Regions from separate parts of the Rattus norvegicus genome. Here region 2 is linked to region 1. Evidence: chromatin contacts called from public Hi-C data. All regions are on one chromosome and are shown on one strand. The core of a region is the stretch at or near the end of the contact, and the rest is flanking DNA. Distances in the headings are between cores, read along the strand shown. Region 1 overlaps Fgf6 (fibroblast growth factor 6). Region 2 overlaps Tigar (TP53 induced glycolysis regulatory phosphatase).

Region 1 (6,039 bases), core at 3,032-5,531:
GTTCTCTCCCCATTCCTAGTAGCTTTTCTTTTCTTTTTTTTTTTTTTTCAGAGCTGGGAACTGAACCCAGGGCCTTGCGCTTGCTAGGCAAGCGCTCTACCATTGAGCTAAATCCCCAACCCCTCTTAGTAGCTTTATCTTCAAGCATCCTTGGTATTCTTCCAGAGATCTTTCTCCCTCTTGTCTTCCAGCCCCCAGCTTCTCCCCTGCCCTCAGTCCATCATCCTTAAAATTTCAGCTTCTTCAGGATGGATTCTCTGATCCACTTGTGTGAGGTCAAGGCCTTGTTCTAAGCTCCCCACCACACTGGAGGGTTTCTCTTCCATACCCTCATTGCCGTTTCCTGGAGTTATTTCATACCTGCCTTCCTTGGGAGTCTAGAAACCCATGTCACATTTGTCAACATTATATCCCCAAGGCCCAGCATGGTTTCTGGAATGAAGTAGGAGGTTTGAACTAGGAACTGCATGAATAAATGCAGGACTATGCCAAAAAACCACGAGGTTCTTCCAAGAATGTCTGGAGGTATTCGGAACTCAGCATCTCTCAAAGATGTGTTCTTCTTCCCAGGTGGTAAGCACAGGAGGAAGCTCATGGGAGAGGGGATTGTTAGAGCAAGAATAAGCAAGGGACTGGTAATGGCCTGAGGCTGGGAGGCCAGGAAGGGCATTGTGGGGGGTAGAGGGGTTTGCAGTCCTTTGTTCTCAGCGTCTTTACTCAATCCTAGGAAAGGACTTCATAAGAGATGATGGCTCGTTCTCCTGAACCCTCTCTGAGTCCCATCAGAGTCTATGGAGAGGGTTTGCAGGTTTACAGGGTAACATGCTCTTCAGTGATGGTGTTTGTCCTCATCCAGATTCTTTTTTGCAATATTAAAAAGTAATTACTTGTGGTAGGGGGGATGGGAGGAATTGGGAAGAAGAGAGAGATTGCATAATTTCTCCTTCATCTTTCCTCCCAACTCCTCTCACCCCCCCACGGTGAGTTTTTTTTTAAAATAAAGATGTATATAGTTTTAGTTTATACTTATGAGCCTTCGTGTATGTCAGGGTACCATGTGCATGCAATGCCCTAAGGGCCAGGAGAGATCGTTAGATCCCCTGAAATTGGAATAGTTGTGAGTTGTGGATGCTGGGAGCCGAATCCAGATCTGCTGGAAGAACAGCAAGGTCTCTTAACCATTAAGTCATGTCCCCACCTGAGGTGAGTTTTTATAATGCATATCTATGAGAGAATGGGTAAGGGTAACCGTGTTTCTCGAGCATCCTCCAAACTTACCCCAGCTCAGGATGAGATGTTTATTAAGTACTTCTAGGTGTGTGAATGAGTGAATGGATTCCAACACAGAAAATTGCTTATAACTTAGATGAAGATGGGGGGGGTGCTGTAGTCTCCTTATGTGTTTGGTCATATCCTTCCCCCTTTTGGACAAATACCCTATTAGCAATAAGAGTAATAGGCTCCCACAATTTCTTCCTGCCTTCATCGCCCACAGCACCGGAAACCTTTATCTGCCTCCCCTCACTTCCCTCACTTCCTGGCTCCCAGATAGGGGGTAGGTAGACAGGTAGACAGTTAACAAAAGAAAAAATTAACTACAACCCAGAGATTTGTTGTCAAGTTTAATAGGAGGGGCAGAGTCAAACAGTTTAGAGAAACGTATAAAAAGACCTTTAACTTCTTGCTGGGACGTGTTATGGTTTGTGCATAGCACATACATATTAAAAAAAAAATAGAAGCATCACATTTCTCAAGCACATGACTGAACAGCTTCTGGCTCTCCTACCTACCGCCCTCAAGTTTGAGGATGGTTCTGCACCAGAACCCAGCCCGAGGTCCTTAACAGTGAAGACAAAGAGAACCGTGTCTGAGGCTGGGATTTCAGTAGTTCATGAGGTATACAAACATGGTTCCGTTTTGGCTGTCTGCATGCTGCCCTGGAGTCAAGATCTGGTTGGGGTAGCCATTCGCCTTCTGCTTTGGGAAGAGGCGCCGTCCACTCAGACGTAAGCACAGGCTGCGTATTTCTGTAGGTTCCAGCCTTGTCCCCAGCATTCCTGTATTTGGTGTTTTCTTTCCCTCCCCTCAGGAAAGTGAGATGAATGGCTGGTCCGTCTTGGAAAGGGAGGTTAAGAGTGACTCACAGATCCACTGTGCAAGGAATTGTCACCTGTTCTGTAACAAGTGGCGTAGAGCTTATCTTGGGGCGGGGGGAGGAAATGTAAGGATAGAAAGTGTAGAAGACTTCTAGCTTAGCTTTGTACAAAAAAGGAACAGAAGGGAATCTTAGTTGAGATGCTATACTGGCGTCATGGGGGCCAGTGGCCACACATTGTAACTGGTTGCCCAAGCGACCACAGCACCAATGACAAGGGCAATGGGTGTCGTGGACTCTTCAACATCCTTCCTTCCTCAAAACTCACACAGAGTGAGAAGCTGGAAAACGTGTGGTCTTGGGGCAGGAAAAGGGGCTCAAAGCCCTACAGGGAGAACGTATGTCCAAATGTGGGACGGAATCAGATTTCAGGCCTGGGTTTCTAGAGATACATGTCTAAAATGAGGACAGGTTGTACTCTGACTCAGATGACAAGAAAAAAAAAACCTGTTCTTCTTAACCATAGTCTGGTTGTGACTAAGAGCTTGGAGCTTGTGTGATGGCAAGTTCGTCGGTCGAAGAGACTGTGGGCTGCAGCAGCAGTCTGGGAAGGGTATGAAGGGTATTAATGATCAGATTGCTTACTCTGTCTACATCGAAAATAGGAATCAAAGAGGTGTCATGAGGCAGTGGAACAATACAATGTTTTGCCCGCATGTCTGTGCACTGTCCCTGGAGCCAGGAGAGAGAAACTGGTAGACATTAGGGAACCATTACAGATGGTTGTGGCCATCTTGTGGCCTCTGTAAAAGCATCAAGTGCTCTTGGCCAACGAGTCAGCTCTCCAGCTTAGCCCCCATGAGTTTCTAGAATGCACGCCGTTGGTGAGAGAATTACAAACAACCGTTTCAAGGAGTGCAGGCAACCAGTTAGGAAGTAACACTCCACCCCTGTGCATAGTAGCAGGACAGACAGGATCAGCAGCAGCACCTCTCACTGATGTTTTTTTTTTCTGCTCTTGTCCCATTCCTTAATTTGCCTGTGGACTGAGTTTGACTTGTGCAAAGCGTAAGTCACTTTAGGTCAAAGAGAAACTTCTTAAGAGAATTTCTTTGCAGGAAAAAAAAAATCGAAAGTATGAACCATGCATTGAACCAGTTCAGCAAAATCCTGGGGCCAGCTAGAGAACCCAGCTTCTCACCACCGAAATCAGTCATAGGAAATCCTGTGCTGCTGTGGGGCAGGCGAACACCAGGCCTGCCCCATCCAGGGGCTCTGTAGCTTCTCTTTCTTACCCGGAGCATGAAAGGTAGGAAGGGATAGTCGATGAAACTCCTTGTCAGGATTTGAGTAGCTTCATGAGCTTCAACAAAGAGACAAGATCTAGAAGCCCAGAGTCTTGCAGTCTCTCTAGATTTCATTGACTCAAGGCATGTATGCATAAAGACCTAGAAAGGAAGGCAGGAAGGGAGGAAGGGAGGCTGGGGGTTGACTTTCTCGAGGCTTAAAATATTTCCTCCTATCTGTCCAGCAGTACCCAGCCCCAGCTGTCCCGTTCATATGGTTACATCAGGAACGAATGCGCATGAAATTCCAAGTGACCCCACTTCTGATAAGCCTTATAAAAGCATTGATGATAACTGGCAAAGATGTCTTAAAAGAGAAGATGGCTTTCTCCTTCCCAGATGACTTGAACCTCATTATCCAAGAAGTTAATATGGATCAATTTTTCTCCCCTTTAGACCCGATCCAAGACTCGTTTCTTCCAAGTTTCCATCCAAAGCTTGAGGATGTCCACATGCTGAACTCCTACCATCTGTTAACTCTTATCTAGCTCTGGCCTTTCCCCCCTCTCTTATCACATGTCCGCCCTGACACTTTCAAGCCAAAGGAGGAAGCCAGAATGATGTGTGTCTTTTGCATTGCCAAACCCCACCCATCCGCAGCTCAGAATCCCTGAGTCCAGATCTGTCTATAGAGGGGTGCATCCACGAATAGAGAGGTATGTTGAAGACAGAGGTATTTGCAACAGATGAGGGGATTGTCTTGCAGGTCAGGGCTCCCAAGGGTAGCTGAGGGTGTCAGGTCATTTTGTGACATATGCTGAAAATATTTGTGCACTGATATGGCTCTCTCTGGTGTCAGATTTAGGAACATTCCAACGCTTCAGGAATCTGCGGGCTCTAGACAGACCGCATTTATAGTCTCTCAGGGAACCACAGTTTAAAATACTCTCAAAGGACAAGAGGCAAGAAGGCATTGTGGAGCAAGGAGCCACTTCAGCTTGGCTGCCTGAATCCCGGGATTATCACACCTCCCCTACTGGAGTGAGGAAGAGGGGCTAGAGGTCACAGCGCCCAATTCTTCTGCATCCAGGTGGCATTGTGTGTGCAAACTTCGGCTGAGTGAGAAGGAAGTAAGGGTATCGGGTGAGAAGTTGGGCGAGTTTCCTGGACATAGTTGGAGAGGGATCACCACGGCGAGTCCAAAGCCTCTGCTCTGGACTTCCTTCATGCCCTAATTTGCACACTGCTCTTCCTTGCCAGGGAGGTTGCCATTATTAGGATCCTTGTCATCTGAGGTTAAAATAAGACCTGGTTCAAAGCGAGGAAACGTTATGGGCAGGCAGCCTGGTGCTGGCCCGTTCTTGGAGCCATACACAGTTTGAAGCCCTTTAGGCAGAATGGCTCTCTACAGAACGTTCAGTCCCTCTGCCTCCACAGATCTCCCCAATGGCCCCCGTCCTGGTCTATTACTTTCTTCCAAGGAGGGGATCCCCTTCTCTCCCAGTCATCCCTAACAACACATCATAATGTCCCCAGAGCCCCAACGGGCATGGAAGCCAGGGTGCAGGTTACCTTTCTTTTTCCTAGTTTACAATTATATTTTATACCCTACCTTCCTCCTAGCACAGAAAAGATAGCTGCTCATCGTGACTCAGACAACTGGATGGATAGATGATCAGGAAAAAGGTAGAATGGGATACATCCCAATCCTTCTGACAAGTGATGCTCTGACAGGCAGATTCCTGCAGTGCCGACGTTGGGAGAAAGAAACTCGGTATTCTAAAATGCCGCTGCTCTGAGAATCTACGCAAAGATGCATGGATCTGCACGGACACACGCACACTCCTGTCTCGGCTTTTTCTTATGCACAGGGCCACACGATTCGAGAGCCGTCCATATTGTCTCTCCTCTGGTGAGGTCGAAGCACAGGATCCACTGCCATCCTGAGATGTGAACCGCAAACCCTCAGCCATGTGGGTTATATACCGTGCGCTCCAGTGGCCGAGGGAGCCAACCCATCTCTTCAGGCACAAGACAAGACAGACTCAGAAGTCACGGGATAGGAGTGGAAGTGTAAAATTCCAACAGAAAAGAGGCAGAGGTCACCCCGTGAGCCTTCATCCATGGGTCCTTATATCCTGGGGAGGAAGTGAGTGACAGTCATGATTGGGGACACCTTGCTGCCCCGCTTTACCCGTCCATATTTGCTCAGTGCAATGTAGGTCCCTCTGTACAGGTCGGACTCGTAGGCGTTGTAGTTGTTTGGAAGGAGGGTTTCTCTGAACTTGCATTCGTCCTGGAAGCTGGGCTGTGAAGATGGACAGACAGCAGAGACTTAAGAAGTGTCCACCCGTGGGATGGGGGAAGTGGGGAGAGCCCTCTCGGAGGCAAAGGGGAGGTGGGATGGGAGAGGGAGAAAGGGGGGAAGGGTCAATAATTGGAATGTAAATAAATAAAATAATTTAAAAATAAAAGAAGTGCCAAAACACCAGCTGAGCCACTCAGAGGAGGTCTTTTGTCAGGCACCCTCCCTTCCCTCCGTGGAAACACTGCCACGGGGTATATGCTGCAAGGACAGGAAAGTGAGAGATTAGAACAGGAGGCCCATCAGAGAGCCCTCACAATTCCTCCTCACCAGGAGGAATCCAAGGCCAGCGA
Region 2 (6,671 bases), core at 1,703-4,202, 62 kb before region 1:
AGATGTATTTATGTATGTGTGTACACTGTTGCTGTCTTGAGACACACCAGAAGAGGGCTACCTCTGAGCTAAACCCCTAGCCCCTCTCTTTTTCTTAATGTCTTCAGCCACAAGTGATGCTTTGAAATCCCATGGAAACCTTGGGATGGGAATAGTTAGTTGTATTTCAGACTTACATTCATCATTCACTTCACTTGATTTCCTCTCTCTGTTCTTTCTTGCAGGTAAAAATGCGTGGAAAGGATTTCTTTGATTTCATTTGTCAGTTGATTCTGGGCAAGGCAGGCCAGAGAGAAAACTTCCTCCCCGGAGCGCCAGACAACTGTTTGGAAAGCTCTTTGGCGGAGGTTTTCCCCGTGGGAAAACACGGCAGCTTGGGGACAGACCCCAAGCATGGTGCCCTGGGTTTAACCGCCAGCATCTTGGTCGTGAGCCACGGGGCTTACATGAGAAGCCTCTTTGGTTATTTCCTGAGTGACCTCAGATGCTCACTGCCAGCCACAATAGACAAATTCGAACTTTCCTCCATCACTCCCAACACTGGCATCAGTGTCTTCATCATCGACTGTGAGGAAGCACGCAAGCCAACCGTCCAGTGTGTTTGTATGAACCTCCAGGAGCATCTAAACAAAGGGGTTGAAAAGCACTGAGTCCAAAGCCCCCAACCGTGGGGCTCCGAATGGAGGGCCTTGGCCTCTTGTGTTTTCATCCTCTGCCCCTGCTGTTTAGAAGCAGGTGAGACTTGTGCCATAAAGCCCCACTGGGGTCCTGACTGTATCCGCTGTTAGTGGGAATCCACTCAGAGTCAGCCTGGTTTTTCTGAGACACCATTTTCTACCATGATTTTGTCACCCTGTGCTGTTATGTCTGTGAACTATTAACTTATGAGGACACTCAGCATTGCACACGGGGGATGAAGCCTTTTCTCCACATTCTCCTTTCATTGGCCTCTTCGATGTCTAGATGGTGTTGGCTGTTGAAGATCATTTAATGTTTTTCCACTCACTCACCAAGTGCTTGCAAGAAAGAATGGTTTAAATAATTCTCCCGCATTTGCAGTGATTGTGTCAGAGTCCACAGTGTTCAGACTGAAGCTTCTTACTGTCATCCGTGTGTAAAGGGAAATGGCTGAATGCTCTAGCGTCCTCTGGAGAAACTGGCTCTTGGGAATTATTATTATCATTGTTATTGTTATTATTGCCTCAAATACAGCTGAGGGACTGAAGGGACTAGGAGTACTTCCAGTTACCCTGAGAACCCCAGTTCAGATCCCTTTACCCATATTGGGCAGCTCACAGCTTCCTGGAACTCCAGCATCAGGGAGGCAGTGCCCGCTCTGGGCCTCTGCAGACACTTGCACACATGCACACAAATAAAAGTAGTAAAAGCAGCCTGGGGGAAGGAAGGAACACACTGCCTGATCAGACACATTACGATCCTCTGAGAAGAAGGCAAACACAGCTTTCCAGCAAAAGCGGTGGGGGTGGGGAATGCTCAAGTTACCCTCGCTTTGTATCCAAGCTGCCTGTGAAGACTGGTTGACCCATCCAAAGAAGAGGTGCTGAAAACTGGTACGCAGAAGGCTCAGAGGAGTGACCTTCCTCCAGGTGGCGCTGTCGGAAAGGGATTTTGATTGCTGCTCAAGAGTCCTCAATTAGGAAACTGGACTGCTAAAAATGCCAGGCCCACACTACAGCCTCAGGAAAATGTAACACTGGGCCCAGATATAGAGGAGTTTGACCAGGAAGAGCTGGTAGGATTGAGAGCTTACTGAACAGTAGGTGACAAACTTAAGAAACCTAGAAATACAGTTCACCTGCAAAGGGAGGTGTAGGTCAAGGCTCACCACAGTTGACTTGCCTGCTGTAAAGTGCTACTAGGTCCTTCTGTCTAGACACTTTGTGGGGGCGCTGCCAACACTTTGGGTACTGGTGGCCCCACACTAGGGATTTACTTGAGGTTCCAAATGCACGTGTACCTTGAACAAAGACATCACTGACATGAGTCCAAAGTGTGACCATGTTCTGAGAAACCAAAGGACATGATTATAAAGGCCGTAGAAAAGTCTCCCTATGGGTGACAGTGAACTTCAGTTCAAAAGTCATGTCGGCATTTGGGGTGAGTGTTGGGTTGTGTGAATCTGAGAGGAAAGTTATAAAAACCTGAGGAGTTTGGAGGTGTCGCTCAGTGGGCCCTGGCTTCCATCACAAGTGGAGAAAAATCAGAACAGAAACCTGCTTTTTTAAGAGAAATCCAGTGTTAGGTCACTCCCTCCGTGTAGAGCACCACTGGAAGTCCTGGTGCGGAGCTGCTGTGAGACAGAGCAGAGCTCATAAGCAGAGTGGGTGAGCAGCAGTATTGTTCTACTGCCTTTCAAATGCACATAAATACCCAGCTCTGTAGTCTTCCTTTTACCCGTACTGTTTGAGGGTATTTATTTGGGAATGTATGGCTCTACTTAATTGTAACCAGTATTCTACCGAATGAATAAAGATCTTTGGTTTATAGAGGGTGCTTAGGTCTGTTCAGTGTTCTGTAGGCACAGAGTCCTGGGAAGTCTCTGGTGGGAGCGGCTGTGAGACAGTCACACTGTGCATCAGGTTGGCCTCAAACTCAAGATGCTTCTTTCTGTCTCACCCCCTCAGTGCTGGACTGCAGCTCTGTACCTCCACACTGCCCGGGGAGTCTTACAGTGCCATTCCTGTGCAGTCTGGTGACTCCAGATCCTGTCTGACTGAGCCCCTGCTGCTCGCCTGTGTCTGTCAGCATTCAGCTCATGTGCTTTACTTCTTTAGACCAGCACGAGGTGCTGACTCCCTCAACTTTAGTAATCTGACAATTGAAAGCTGGGGTTACATGCTACCCTCCATCTGCTGAGAAGCCCACATGTACCCCAGTACATGGACAGCACCCCACCCCCACCCCCGCACCACTGATGACGCCTCTGCTATTCTTGGCTTGGTTTTTCTCAACCGCCCCGATGAGTCACTGAGTAATTTGACTATCCTGTTAATGTACATACAAACCTTCTAGTTGGTTGTACATTCTTTTAAAAAAAATTTTTTTTAGCGGTATGCGGTTTGCCTGTGTGTGTGCATGTGCACCATGGAGGCCACATGTCCCACATGCAGTTAGGGGTAGTTGTGAGCCAACATGGGGTGCTGGGAGCCAAACCTAGGTCCTCTCTACCTGCTCCTAACTGATGTGCCATCTTCCCACCCCTTCATTTGTTGTTGTAAAATACAAAAAAAAAAAAGTAAGGTTGCCTTTTATCCCCACTAGGTCTGGCACCTAACTGCCCCAAGATATCTGCCGGATATCTTAATTCTCAGTCAGCAAAGCATCTCACCCCCTCTGCTCCATCCCATATCACACTGCCAAAGGCCTCTCTCTGAGCCTGGCAGCCATCTCTCTACCCATCTAGTTCCCAAGGCAGGTTTCCATGCCAGAAACACATCCCAACTCTGGCGGATCAGACCAGCCGCCGCACACTTTCTTACGCTCAAACCATGACATAAAAGAACACACAACACAATAACCTTTGACCCAATTGATAAGATATAATTGCCCACCTAAACATAGCAAGCCCAGTACCATCCATCCCTTAAGAACATTAATAACAACTGTAAATACACAGAGCAGAATCTTAACGTCAGCTGCCATATTGTCCTGCCACGGCTTCTCTCCCTCTCCTGTCTCTTCCTCCTTTCCGTTCCAGTCTCCTCCTCTTCCTTCAAACCTCTCTCCCGCCCACCCTTCTTGTCCAATGACAGGCCTCCTTCTATCTTGTACCTGCCTCATTTGTGACATCATCCCACATATTTGTTCAGAGAGATTTTGTGTGTGTGAGTGTTTGCCTGCATGTATGTGTGTCTGCTGTGTGTTTCTGGTTCTCACAGAGGCCAGAAGAGGGTCCAGAGCCTCCTCTCCAACCGAAGTTACAGATGATTTTGTGCTGCCATGTGGATGCTGGGAACAAAACCCAGTACAGTTAAGCACAAGTGCTCTCTTAGTTGGTCAGCCATCTCCCCAGACTACTGTGCACTTTTAAATATAGGTTCAGTTTTCAAGTTTATTCAAAACGTGTCCAAAATGTTTAGATGTTTTTAGAAGAGATAAATATTTTGTATTGTGAATATTTGCATATATACATATTCATGTCGACATAATGGATTTATGAGTTAATGCCTTTGTTGTGTCTCTTCACTCTGTTAATGTAAGTCATATCCTAAGTGAAATGGGTCTTCCTAGGTGAATATACCCAGGCTTAATGATTGGCCAGCTACACAAGGACAGATGGACCACTCACCAGTCTGGGGAAAAAAAAAATTGGACAGAACTGCTGGTTTTGTGTTGCTGTAAAGAAATACCTGAACCGGGGTTGGGGATTTAGCTCAGCGGTAGAGCGCTTGCCTAGCAAGCGCAAGGCCCTGGGTTCAGTCCCCAGCTCTGAAGAAAAAAAAAAAAAAAAAGAATGAAAAAAAAAAAAAAAGAAATACCTGAACCAATCAACTTGCAAAGAAAAAAGCTTCATTTTTTGCCTACCATTTTAGAGGCGCTAACCCATGACCACATAACCCTATGGCTTGAGTCCTGTGGTGAAGCAACTGTTCATGGCAAGGAAAGGACCGAGTGAACTTCTCTCCTTAAGCTAAGAAGCACAAGCCAAGAGGCAAGGGCCTGGAGTCCATCATCCCTTCAAAGATACCGTCCGTCCCAATGACCTATGTCCCAATGACCTACCTAAAACCTCCTGAAGGTCTCACCCCCTCCTACTAGAGGATTCATTCAAACCTAAATTATAGCAGGCTCCAGCATGCCTTTCCTGCTTTATTCAAATACTGCATAAAAATACCCCATCAGTGTAAGGGTGGCGTCTGATGAAGTATCGTTTGTGAGATGCCACATCCTTTGTCCTCGTGAAGGATCTCCAAGGATGTCATTCTAACCAATGACTCCACGGGCTCAAACACCAGACCAGCTGAGCTTTGAAAATACGTTCTCCAAGCTGCTGAGCTGCCTGCAGGCTGTGCAGTGAGCTCCAGATATCCAGCTCTCAGGAGTCCTCACCCGAGCTGACTGGGGTGACACAGCCTTGTCATTTATACCCTTGCACATGACCCCTCACCCATACTCCTTTAAGTAACCCTGATGAACACGTTGGTTCGCCACGCTGTAGCTTAGAGCTTACCTCCCACCGTGGGTGGAAGGACTGGTGTTACCGATGGTGACCAGGTAAGGCGCACGGTGTAAGGCAGGGCTTCCTGAGAGAGCCTTAGGTCATTGGGCGTGAACTGACTAGTTGGGCCTCAGCCTCTTTTTCCTGCAGGTAAGTGGTTTTCCTCTGCCCCAGGCTCCCACCACAATGTGCTGACCCTCTACCACAGACCTGAAAGCAGAGGCCTTCTGGGTTGTGGACTAGAACTTCCTAAGTGTGGCTCAAACCTTTTATCTTCATAAATTGATCAGGCCCACTATTTGGCACTAATGATGGAAGACCACTATGACGTATTTCTGGTTAACTGAAGACTAATATGTATTTCTGGTTAACTGAGATTTCAGTGTGGTTATGCCAGTGTGTGTGTGTGTTTTGTTTTGTTTTGTTTTTTCAAATCAAAATTTATTTTAAGGAATCAGGTTATTAGAAGCCCAATGTTGATAAAATTTCATCTTTTTTTAATCAAAATTGCTGAACATGTTTATAAATGGAAGAAACTTTGAGAATTTTTTCCTTTTCCTATTCTGTTTTCTCCAGATTTTCCAATTTTACCCTTCTGTCTCAATATGCATTTATGCAGCCACACAGAGAGGACAAGAAACAGAAGCTGACAGAAATCTTATTTTTATTTAAAACTCAAGGACAGAAGTGGGGTTACATTTCATAAATAACTATAAATATAGAGTGATAGGCAGAATCTTTCAAATAAATAAATAAATATCGCCACGTGCAAAGGGACCTAAGAAATTACAAGACGACCTCGGCTCCGCCAAAAAGAAGGCCTCTCGGTGGTGTTGGGCTTGAGTTTACACCCAGTTAAGTTCTTTCTGGGCTTTCCACAGAGTTGCCTCAGTGGGCAGGCTTCCGGTGGCTGCTGTGCTGACCGATCCCCAGCAGGAATGAAAGCCAGCGAAGAAAAGGTTTGGGGTGCGTGGTACCTACTGCTATCTATGCACAGCATTTAGTAACTCAGAGGTGGAGGTGGTCACATTGGCTGCTGTTCCTCTGATAAGCAAAAAAACAGTGGGTCCATTTCTAAGTGGGTACATGATGACAGTGGAAAGCACGGAATTGTCTGAAGGACTGGGCCATTACTGTGCCCTTCAGTTCTCATTTAAGTAGAGGTAGAAAGGAGGTGCCCTTCGTCGAGGTCGACCACCAGCTAATAAGGTACAGAGGGGGGACAACCTCAAAGCCTGCCTAACACGTCTTGCTGTTCACTGTGAGGCTATGCTCACCCCAGGACAGCCCTGGGGTTTCTGGGACAAATGAAAGATGTCTTCCTTTAATGCCCTAAAAGTTCCCAAGAGTAGCTGCCATTGTGGGGTTAACCCCTGCAGGAGACCCCCACCCCCACCCCCCGACTCTAGCTAGTAAGTCCTGGATCCCATTTCACTTAGGAAAAAACTTTTTTTTTTCTTTCCACTTCACAGAAACCCTAACCTGGAACAAT

The links. A called contact is a pair of places that touch in the nucleus more often than the background predicts.
Region 2: a contact with region 1 is called in a Hi-C map of the A7r5 cell line, with 2.9 times the contacts expected there. The contact joins two enhancer-like sites. A contact is called at or near these places in 5 of 12 Hi-C or Micro-C datasets (the A7r5 cell line, the Rat2 cell line, Schwann cells and 2 more).

The regions. Positions count from the first base shown.
Region 1 is chr4:161,549,098-161,555,136 of GRCr8, reverse strand. It overlaps Fgf6 (fibroblast growth factor 6), which reads right to left. Exons shown (of 3, transcript NM_131908.1): 3 at 5,513-5,689. The coding sequence ends at 5,513. Among named protein-coding and RNA genes, the nearest start is that of Fgf6, 11 kb to the right of the region's middle. Within about 2 kb of position 4,281, at least 7 of the 93 cell types and tissues checked have an H3K27ac peak or open chromatin away from gene starts, as enhancers often do. A contact at or near this core is called in the A7r5 cell line, where this site is marked.
Region 2 is chr4:161,609,147-161,615,817 of GRCr8, reverse strand. Tigar (TP53 induced glycolysis regulatory phosphatase) reads left to right here. Exons shown (of 6, transcript NM_001395051.1): 6 at 225-2,512. The coding sequence ends at 650. It overlaps Fgf23 (fibroblast growth factor 23), which reads right to left. Exons shown (of 3, transcript NM_130754.2): 3 at 5,827-6,671. Among named protein-coding and RNA genes, the nearest start is that of Fgf23, 12 kb to the right of the region's middle. Within about 2 kb of position 2,952, at least 1 of the 93 cell types and tissues checked has an H3K27ac peak or open chromatin away from gene starts, as enhancers often do. A contact at or near this core is called in the A7r5 cell line, where this site is marked.